Linked DNA regions of Mus musculus: region 2 is linked to region 1. A link is a contact called in public promoter capture Hi-C data. All regions are on one chromosome and are shown on one strand. The core of a region is the stretch at or near the end of the contact, and the rest is flanking DNA. Distances in the headings are between cores, read along the strand shown.

The links. Promoter capture Hi-C pulls out the DNA fragments that hold promoters and counts their contacts.
Region 2: a promoter capture Hi-C map of hippocampal neurons shows a contact between it and region 1, with 4 times the contacts expected there. The contact joins the promoter of Bves here to the enhancer-like site in region 1. A contact is called at or near these places in 4 of 39 promoter capture datasets (hippocampal neurons, liver, pre-B cells and 1 more), 1 of 484 Hi-C or Micro-C datasets (embryonic stem cells) and 4 of 115 datasets of contacts at active chromatin or transcription factors (embryonic forebrain, embryonic limb bud, forebrain and 1 more).

The regions. Positions count from the first base shown.
Region 1 is chr10:44,302,175-44,306,676 of GRCm38.p6, reverse strand. It overlaps Atg5 (autophagy related 5), which reads right to left. Exons shown (of 8, transcript NM_053069.6): 5 at 2,948-3,110. Among named protein-coding and RNA genes, the nearest start is that of Atg5, 36 kb to the right of the region's middle. Within about 2 kb of position 2,531, at least 14 of the 459 cell types and tissues checked have an H3K27ac peak or open chromatin away from gene starts, as enhancers often do. A contact at or near this core is called in hippocampal neurons, where this site is marked.
Region 2 is chr10:45,333,939-45,338,440 of GRCm38.p6, reverse strand. Bves (blood vessel epicardial substance) reads right to left here and starts at 2,706. Exons shown (of 8, transcript NM_024285.3): 1 at 2,560-2,706.

The DNA of each region.
Region 1 (4,502 bases), core at 1,282-3,781:
AGCCATAAAGATGAGCCTGATTTGCTGCCGACCACATCTATGTTCTCTGTATCCAGTATTTCACAGTTCAGTGCATAGAACACCATCAGGATCCCAAAATAAGCATTTCCTCACTACACTCAATCTAATAATAGGTTTTGTCAATTCTACCTTCAAAATGACCTTCAACCACAGCGGGCTGTCTTTCTATCCACTGTTGGTCACTACATTCCCCACTTCGGCTCCTGCCTCTCCTTCCCACCCGCTCTTCAGCAGCCCGGTGCTGCTTCAGCACTCTCTGGGCAAAACCCCTCCTCCACTGGCTCTTCCCTCCCATTGCCTTCAACCCTTCCCATTGTAGCCTTGGCCTACAAGAACCCACATGATGGACTCTTTCCCATCCCTCCAGAACATTAACTTGTCCTTTCCTCCTGTGACATCCAAGACATCACGGTTCTCGGTCAGGTTTGGAACCTACCTGCCGTGAACTAAATCATCACGCCCTCCACCTCACCACAGTCATGCTCCATAAGGCTTCTTGGTATTGAGTGGCCAAGAAGTTTAGAGACAATCATGGCTGATGCTGAGCCTTTACCAGTGGGATTAGTGCCCTTATAAATGAGACCCCAGGGTGCTTTCACTCGTGAGGACTCAGGGAAACTCTCTCCTGCGCAGACACTGGGTCTGCAGGTGTCTTACCTCATACTACCCCAGTCTCCAGAGATGGATAAAGTCAGTATTTACTGTTTTGGGTCTATGGTACTCTTGTTGTAGAAATGTGCAGAGACTAAGACCCAAACCAAGCTTTCTTGCCTTGTATTTTGAAACATGGCTCTGTAATACAAGCTGGCTCTTCTCTTCCTTTAGAGTTCACCTTACCTTTACAGAAGTCTTCTATCCCTAGCCCAAGTCTATTTGCATAATTCCTATTTCCTCTTAAAACCAGTTTTATGTTAAAAATGGCAAACTGGAGCCGAGTGTTTGCACATGTATGCAATCCCAACATTTGAGAGACTGAGGCAGGAGGATCCTAAGTTGAAGTCAGAATATACTAGAACCCTGTCTCAACAAAGGAAAAACAATCAAGGGGTGAGTGTGTGTGGTAAATAGCACACTGTAAGCTAATTTAAAAGGCTAACAACATTTTATAAGTAATGGGAATTTTAAGTGTATTTAACAGCTAAATCATACTTTTATCTGCAAGTGTATGGAACTTTAAATCATTTTTTTTAAGTGTTGACTCACTCCGGCCATGGTAATGCATACCCACAATCCCATCACTTGGAAGCTGAGGCAGGGGACTAAACATTTGTCTAGGCTGAACGACTTGTCTCAAAAAACCCAAACAGAAAAAGGAGTAGCTACACTCAGAGAAGACTGGCTAAACGCTGAGCCTTGTACCATTCTTGTAATCTTTTAGTGATTTCCTCAAATCTCCCCATACAGTGTGACGCTGAACAGAAATACTCCACATGAATTGACAACTGTCCCATAAATAAAAATGCTACTTTCTTTTCTGTTGTCACCATTAACTGTTTCAGAGAGGTGGCACATTCTCGTTTCTAAACTGAAAGCCTATAAAAAACTGAAAGGCACATTATGCCTTAAATGAGTTTTCTTGGTTTCATAAGCTTTTCTTATTTCTCCTTCAGAGAGCTTCAAAATTAAAATTAGCATTTGAAAGTATTCAAAAATCGTTGAAACTTGTGCTTAGCTTTGCTGTTCTCCAGGTGCAGCTCTGAATGGAACAGTGGCCCACCTGCTTTGTTTGAATTTGGACAAATTTACAACTACATCGACACAAAGGTGACAACAGCTCTATGACCTCACAATCAGGACCTTGTTACCAAAAAAAAAAAAAAAAAAAAAAGTCCTTAAATATAAAAAGCCATTTCCATAAATAATTTAAACTAAGAATATTACACTATTTATGAAACACTTTAATAGTACTTCCTGGTCATGTGAGAAAGAGATAAAAAAAAAAAAGTAAATCAAAACTTATGTCTTTTACGCTGAAAGTAACACCATGTTTTGAGGATAAAAATGTAAGATATATGCCAACCCCTTGAGCATTCTGCAGTGCAAGATAGAAAACAGCAGTGCAGGAACACCAGAGAACAAAAGGCATGTACAGGGCAGTGCCCCTGGCACACACACCAAGTACAGGAGCCCCACCCTGCTGCCTGCAGTCCAGGAGCTGGCTATGTGACCCCAGGTGCTGGAGGACCACACCTTCTCTGCAATGTCAGGACAAGTTAGATACACATTGCTAACTACAAACAGAAGGCTTCCTACAAAAGGTGACCATATAGACACTGTAAAGACGTGAGAAGTTCAACGGGCAGAAAAGGAGAGGCAGTCTTCTAGACAGAGACGATGGAGCAGCTGCCTTCACAAACACTCCATAGCTAACTTCAGCATCTTTATGTCTATCTATCTGTGTGCACCATGGCATGGAGAGAGAGGACAATCACGGGGCTAGTCCTCTCCTTCCACGGGTGGGAGGCTGAGCGCTGGCTGTCAGGCTTGTTGGCAAGTGCCTTTACTCACGGAGCCAGCCTGCAGGCAGAGTCGAAATCACAGCGTGGCAATGGAGAAGCCAAGCACAGAGCAAATGTACTACCGTGAAGAAGCGGAGGCCGAAGCTGCAGCCCTGGTGTGAGTAGAGACCTTTCAGGATGCATTCATCTTCCAACTATGATCCAAAATAGAGCCATGTCTAAGAAATGAGGACCACACTCTTTCTAAAATCATAAGTGACCAGCCTACGAGAGAGAATCAGGAACACAGCAACACTGGCAAGCTGAAATGGAAGAGATGACTGTGCAGATCTGAAGTGGAGTACATACTGTGTGGATTTGGGCCTGGTAGCCAGGGCCAACTCATACGGCTAAAGCATGACCTGCTCACAGGGCTATGGCTGCGTACTACGGTATACAGAATCAGGAGTCAGGCACTGTGTAGTTACCATTCTGCAGTCCCATCCAGAGCTGCTTGTGGTCTTTTTTCTGCATTTCGTTGATCACTTGACTTTTATGCTTTAAAGCATCAGCTTCTTTCATACACGACATAAAGTGAGCCTCAACCGCATCCTTGGATGGACAGTGTAGAAGGTCCTTTTCTGGAAAACTCTATTAAAGGAAATACACACAAAACAAGTATGCAGACATAAGTTAGCGTCTCAGGAGAACTACATTGACTACATTTCCCCGCTCACCAGTGTTCACAGCATGCCACATTTCATTATCATGATAGCTACAAATATTTTAAAAATTAATTTAGTAATTATTGCCCATTTGACACAATCTGCACTGTTCCCAAAAATCCTCATCTGTGAAGTTACCTCTTGTATGTTCCTAAGGATATCACACCTATAACTGACACTAGCAATCACAAATGTGTGGCCTTTGGAACCAGAAGGCCCAGCTCAATTAGGAAGGCTTTGAAATTGCAATGATAGGAACTCAAGAGACAAGGGAGGGCAGTAATAGAACAGAGAGCTGAGGTACTTATACAGTCAAGGCAGCTGAAGGACGCGCACTGCAGAGAGTGACAGATGCCGCACCACGGCCACCCTGCCTTGCCCCCACTGTGGGGCATCTCTTTCACATCCACCCAAGTGAGAGTAAAGACCACAGTGAAGTTACAAACAGATCCTTGATCCATTACATTTCTATCTCTCCTAAAGTGCACTAGCCATTGTGTACACATCCTTATCTTCCTGACTCAAACAACCTCTTACAGACAGAGTAACACCGTGCTTACTCTCATTATCTTCCAAATTGAAAACATGGCAAAGTAAATTTCATTTCACTTTTACAGGACACTCAGGAAGACTCCCTTTAGGAAGCCATTCACTTGAGGTGTGCAGGTATCTTTTTATTACTTTGCACATACAATCCCTACCACATTCTAAGGGCCAAAGCCAGGACGCTCTGTGTCCTACCACTGAGCTACATTCTTAGGTCCTCTTTCTAGAGATTATAATTGCATTAGTTAGAATATTCACTGACTGTCTATAATGTATCTAGATGGGTTATCAGTAAATGAATATCATTAGATTAAAGCACTTCTTACAAGTAAGTGAAAAAAATTCAATCTATTAGCAATACCACTTGTTAAAGCAGCTAAGCAATACTTTTTTTTCTCTCTTTTTTTATTAGGTATTTTCCTCGTTTACATTTCCAATGCTATCCCAAAAGTCCCCCATACCCACCCCACCCCCCCCAATCCCCTACCCACCCACTCCCACTTTTTGGCCCTGGCGTTCCCCTGTACTGGGGCATATAAAGTTTGCAAGTCCAATGGGTCTCTCTTTCCAGTGATGGCTAGCTAGGCCATCTTTTGATACATATGCAGCTAGAGTCAAGAGCTCCGGGGTACTGGTTAGTTCATATTGTTGTTCCGCCTGTAGGGTTGCAGATCCCTTCAGCTCCTTGGGTACTTTCTCTAGCTCCTCCATTGGGGGTCCTGTGATCCATCCATTAGCTGACTGTGAGCATCCACTTCTGTGTTTACTAGGC
Region 2 (4,502 bases), core at 1,457-3,956, 1.0 Mb before region 1:
ATATACACATGCACAGAGAGAACGTAAATAGTTCCTTTATAAATATTTTCTTTTATTCTCCAACTTAGGCCTCTATTTTAATTCCTCAAATAATTCTAGTTGGTGGCATTTCACAAATTAGAAAAAAATAGCAAATATACAATTTATATGTAGGAAGGTTCATGAATATACACTTGGATATTAAAATATTAAGCTCCATAGCAAATGCATTTCAAACAATATACATTTTACACAGATTTGTATAAAATGTAACACAAAGTTACACTCCACCCTGTCCATTCTTGGCCTCTGCTTGGTCTTGTATTATTAATTATACAAATCTGGTCCTTGACAAAACTACAAAGGTTTACAGAAGAGATGAGCTAATCTATTTCACTTTTTACTGTCAAATGAAGAACCAAAATATCTTTAAATTTAATTTAGAAATATATACATCTTTGAAATAAAGAAATTCACATCTTAACATAATACAGGTTTTAAGTAGTATAATCATAGGTGTGAACATCTTGAAAGGACATGACACAAGTATATGTGGATGAATTCTGTATATCTTATGAAATGAATTGAGGCAAAGCCGACTTTCGTGACATTTGTTTTGTGGTGCTGATCACACACTCACACATGGGGCTTTAAAGGGGACAAGAGAGCACTCCACCACCTAAACACATACCCACCCTAAACAGCTCACAAATAATAACAGTTGACTTAAAGTTGACTTAAATATTGATTTTCTACAAAAAGAAAAAAATAAGAGTCCAACTACCTTCCAAACATCTTAATAAAAATACAAGCTTATCACGATGGGCTGGTTCCAAGAACCCTAAAATGAGTGTGAGTGTCACGCCTGCCTCCTGTTGCCATGGCTACCCAATGTCCTGTGGGAGGCAGGGATAATCCGTACACTCCCAAGACCCTATAGATAATGTCACTGGGGAAGAGCCTAAGGAGATGAGCCTGAAACATAACACATATGTAAAAATCATTTTTCAATCATACTTTCCTGCATTTGATCAGCTTCTATACCACAAGCCAGCCAATGTTGCCTCTCTTTTTAATCTGTGCCTCAATCCCAACCCCAGCCCCAACCCCATCCCTGCCCCTAGGACTAGAGACAGCTTTACTACAGGGTCTTAAAAACTCAGTCGAAACTGGGCAGTGGTGGCACACGCCTTTAATCCCAGCACTTAGGAGGCAGAGGCAGATATATTTCTGAGTTTTGAGGCCAGCCTGGTCTACAGAGAGAGTCAGGGCTACACAGAAAACCCCTAAAAACAAAACAAAACAACAACAACAAAAAAACTCAGTCGGGTTGTGATGTTCAAAAGCAGATTTTTGTACTAAATTAATCGACACAAACACCCCCTCATATTTCGCCTATGCTACCTCCTAATCTGCTATAGTTCACTTTTAGGTTTTAGAAGTGGCATTAAAAGCTTACATTTCTGGTCAAAGGAAATTGGCAAGGAAAACTATTATTTTCCTCAAAACCAGAAAATATTAATAGCTATTAAAATGCATTACATGTGTTTATTTCTACAGTGGTGTACGGGTGCATAAGTCAGAGGACAGCTTGCTGGAGACTCTCCCCTTCCACTTCGCGGGTCCTGGGGATACAACCCAGGTTGCCAGGCGTGCTGGCATGTACCTTCACGGCCTGAGCTCTTTCACCGGCCCTAAATGGCCAGGTTTAAATGCAGGCATATTGTAGAACATACTTTGCTACGCTACACTTATTAAAGATACGCAAATGTTATATGCAGCTGTAGATATATAGTTACATATATTGCTGTGAAATGCTTCTTACCTGTCATAAATCAGTTCAATTTTTTTTCGCTATCCAATGACTTAGTCTAACGGCCTGCTTAATCACTTCTTAATAGGTTTAAGTGGCCTACACTGAACTGCCCTTATACGAATAATGAATGATGATCTAATGAAGAAGGTTAGATTACTGGATGAATTTGTAAACTGTCAAAATCAGAACGTCATCTTTCTCATCAGATCCTCCACGTCTAATTCCCCAAATTACTCACTGTAGTAAAAGCGTGCCCATCTACTGGTTTTCAAATAGGCATCTGCAGGTCTACATACCTGACCGAGGAAGCAAGCTAGCACATTAAACCTTGACCAAATTAGAAAAAAAAAAAAAAAAAAAAAAAAAAAAAAAAAAAAAAAAGAAGAAGATGAATAGCGATGAGCAAAAACCTTTTGAGGAGACGCGCAATTCACTGATATTTTCCCGGACTCTCCGCGCACCTCCGGGCGGCTCGGGGCGACGGTTTTGTGGGATCCGTCTGGCAGCCACCCGTTTCTCTAGGACGCGGGCGGGTGGCGAGGACCCGTGGCTCCCACTGCTCCCCCACCCGGGACCCGCTCGCCCTGCTCTCACAGCAGTGTCAGCGTCCACAGCTCCGCGGCCCCCCGCTGTCCCGCCGAGGGACCGGGGCGCGGGCAGGCGAAGGGCGGCTGCAAGGACGACGCGGGACGCGGGCGCATCGCAAGTTGCTCGGCCGCTCCGTGCCCAACTTTCCCGCGCGATCGCGCGCTCTGGCTCCTTACCTTGCGCGTCCCGGGGCCCGGGGGCGGCGGCGCGCGCAAAGTTTGCGACGGCGGCGGCGGCGGCGAGCGGCGGTGGCTGGACGGGCTCGCGGCGGGTCCCCAGGCAGCGCGGCCCCGGCCCGCTCCCCGTTCGCGGAGGCTTTGACTAAAATAGGCATCCCGGCGGCCGGCTGGGGCGCACGGCGCACGCGCCGCCCGAGGTCGCCCCCGCGGGCGGAGCCCCGCTCCCCGCAGACCCGCTGCCTGGCCCACCGCGTGCGCGCGCCCGCTCCCGCGCTTCCTTGTTTGGGCATGAGTGGGGACACGCGCGGACGCGGGTCGCCCCCCGCTGGAAAGGGCAGGGGAGTGAGGACAGACCCCTCGGAGAGTTGCCCGAGGCTCGGAGGGCGCTGTTGCTCCGAGACACCTGATAGCCCAGCCAGATCCCACCTACAAGCTAGCAGGCTGGATTTCAAAGGAGCGAGGTTAAATGCTTACATTTAGGACCAGAAATTGAGAAAAAATAGGATATGGACATATTCTTCAATCAGTATTTATACTGGACATGGTATACCGGACCAGATAAGAAATGCAAGAAAGTTCACAGTAATGAAAAATCGGTGGGATGAAGTTTATAGGACAAATAGAAAGGTTAAATGGACATCCGATAACCACCAAGTGTCCTCTGTGTGACAGAGAACGCAGTCCTGTGGGATCAAAGATCAAAACAGAACCCCCGCTATGTCAGGATGCGTATAGAGTACCCCCGAGGTGCACATTGGTCCAATCTGCCTAGTAGAGAGCACGCCTGCTATTCCAGAGCCAAGTAGTATAGACCAAGTTGCAATCTGTCTGCTCCAGTTGGCTCTGGGGCATTCCCCACAGGCCCCTGTGTTGATGGCTTGGCTTGGTCCCAGCATTATTGAACCTTTAAAATCTTTAAAGAGGAGTTGGCTCAGTAGTAAAGTGCTTACCAGCGAGAAGCCTGAGTTTTCAGTTCCACAACGCAGGATGCAACAGCCTAAAACCTGTTATCCCAGTGTATCCATGGGGACAGGGGAGAGTCCCTGGGAACTTCAGTGGCAGGGCAGGAAAAGTAAGTCTCAAAGAAGGTGGATGGCAGGAGATCACAGTGGCGGTTTTCCTCTTTCCTCCACCTCAAGAGAGCCTGCTCTCAAATCTCTCCCTCCCCCCATCTCACCTTCATGCCCATGCTCTCCCCACGCGCTCTCCTCTTTCCCCCTCTTCCTCTCTTCATGAGTGTATGTCCCAGGGCATGCAGAGGGACCATCAGTCTTGTCTTGTGAGTCTCGCATTAACCTGAAAGTTCCCGGTTAAGCTAGTCTAGCGGACCAGGGAGCCTCAAGGAACCTGCCTGTCACACCCTCACCAGTTTGGGATTACAAACTGAACCTCCACATCCGACTTTTTAACATGGATTTGGGGGATCAAACTTCTGTCTTCATTCTTGTGCAGCAAGGACTTTACTAACTGAACCATGTCTCCAGCCCCTTAGGGTTGTGTTGAGAGCTGAATTTCATCACACCCGCAAAGGTTTTAGAATGGTGTTAATGCAGATTCTGGGTGTTTTATCGCTAACTATTCAGTCTGTTAATTTCTAGATGTTCTGTCTGCCATTTTGGCTCCCACAATTAAATACATTCGAGGTATGGGTGTGGATCGCTGTAAATAAAAGGTTTCCCTGTGTGGCTGTTTGTTCATTGGGGGATGGCTCATTATATGAGATCTGGAATTAGCCTATATTCTAACCACAGAACAGTGAGTAAATTTTAGAACACTCTTGTTCTAGATTGCTACTAAAATAATTCATAGGACTTGAGAAATGAAGGTTTGGCCATTAAAATGCTTGCTGTACAAGCAAGAGGATTAAAGTTCTGACCCCTTAATCCTGGGAGGATGCCCCCTCTAAGTCCATCATCAAGAAAGCAGAGATAGGGGTTCCC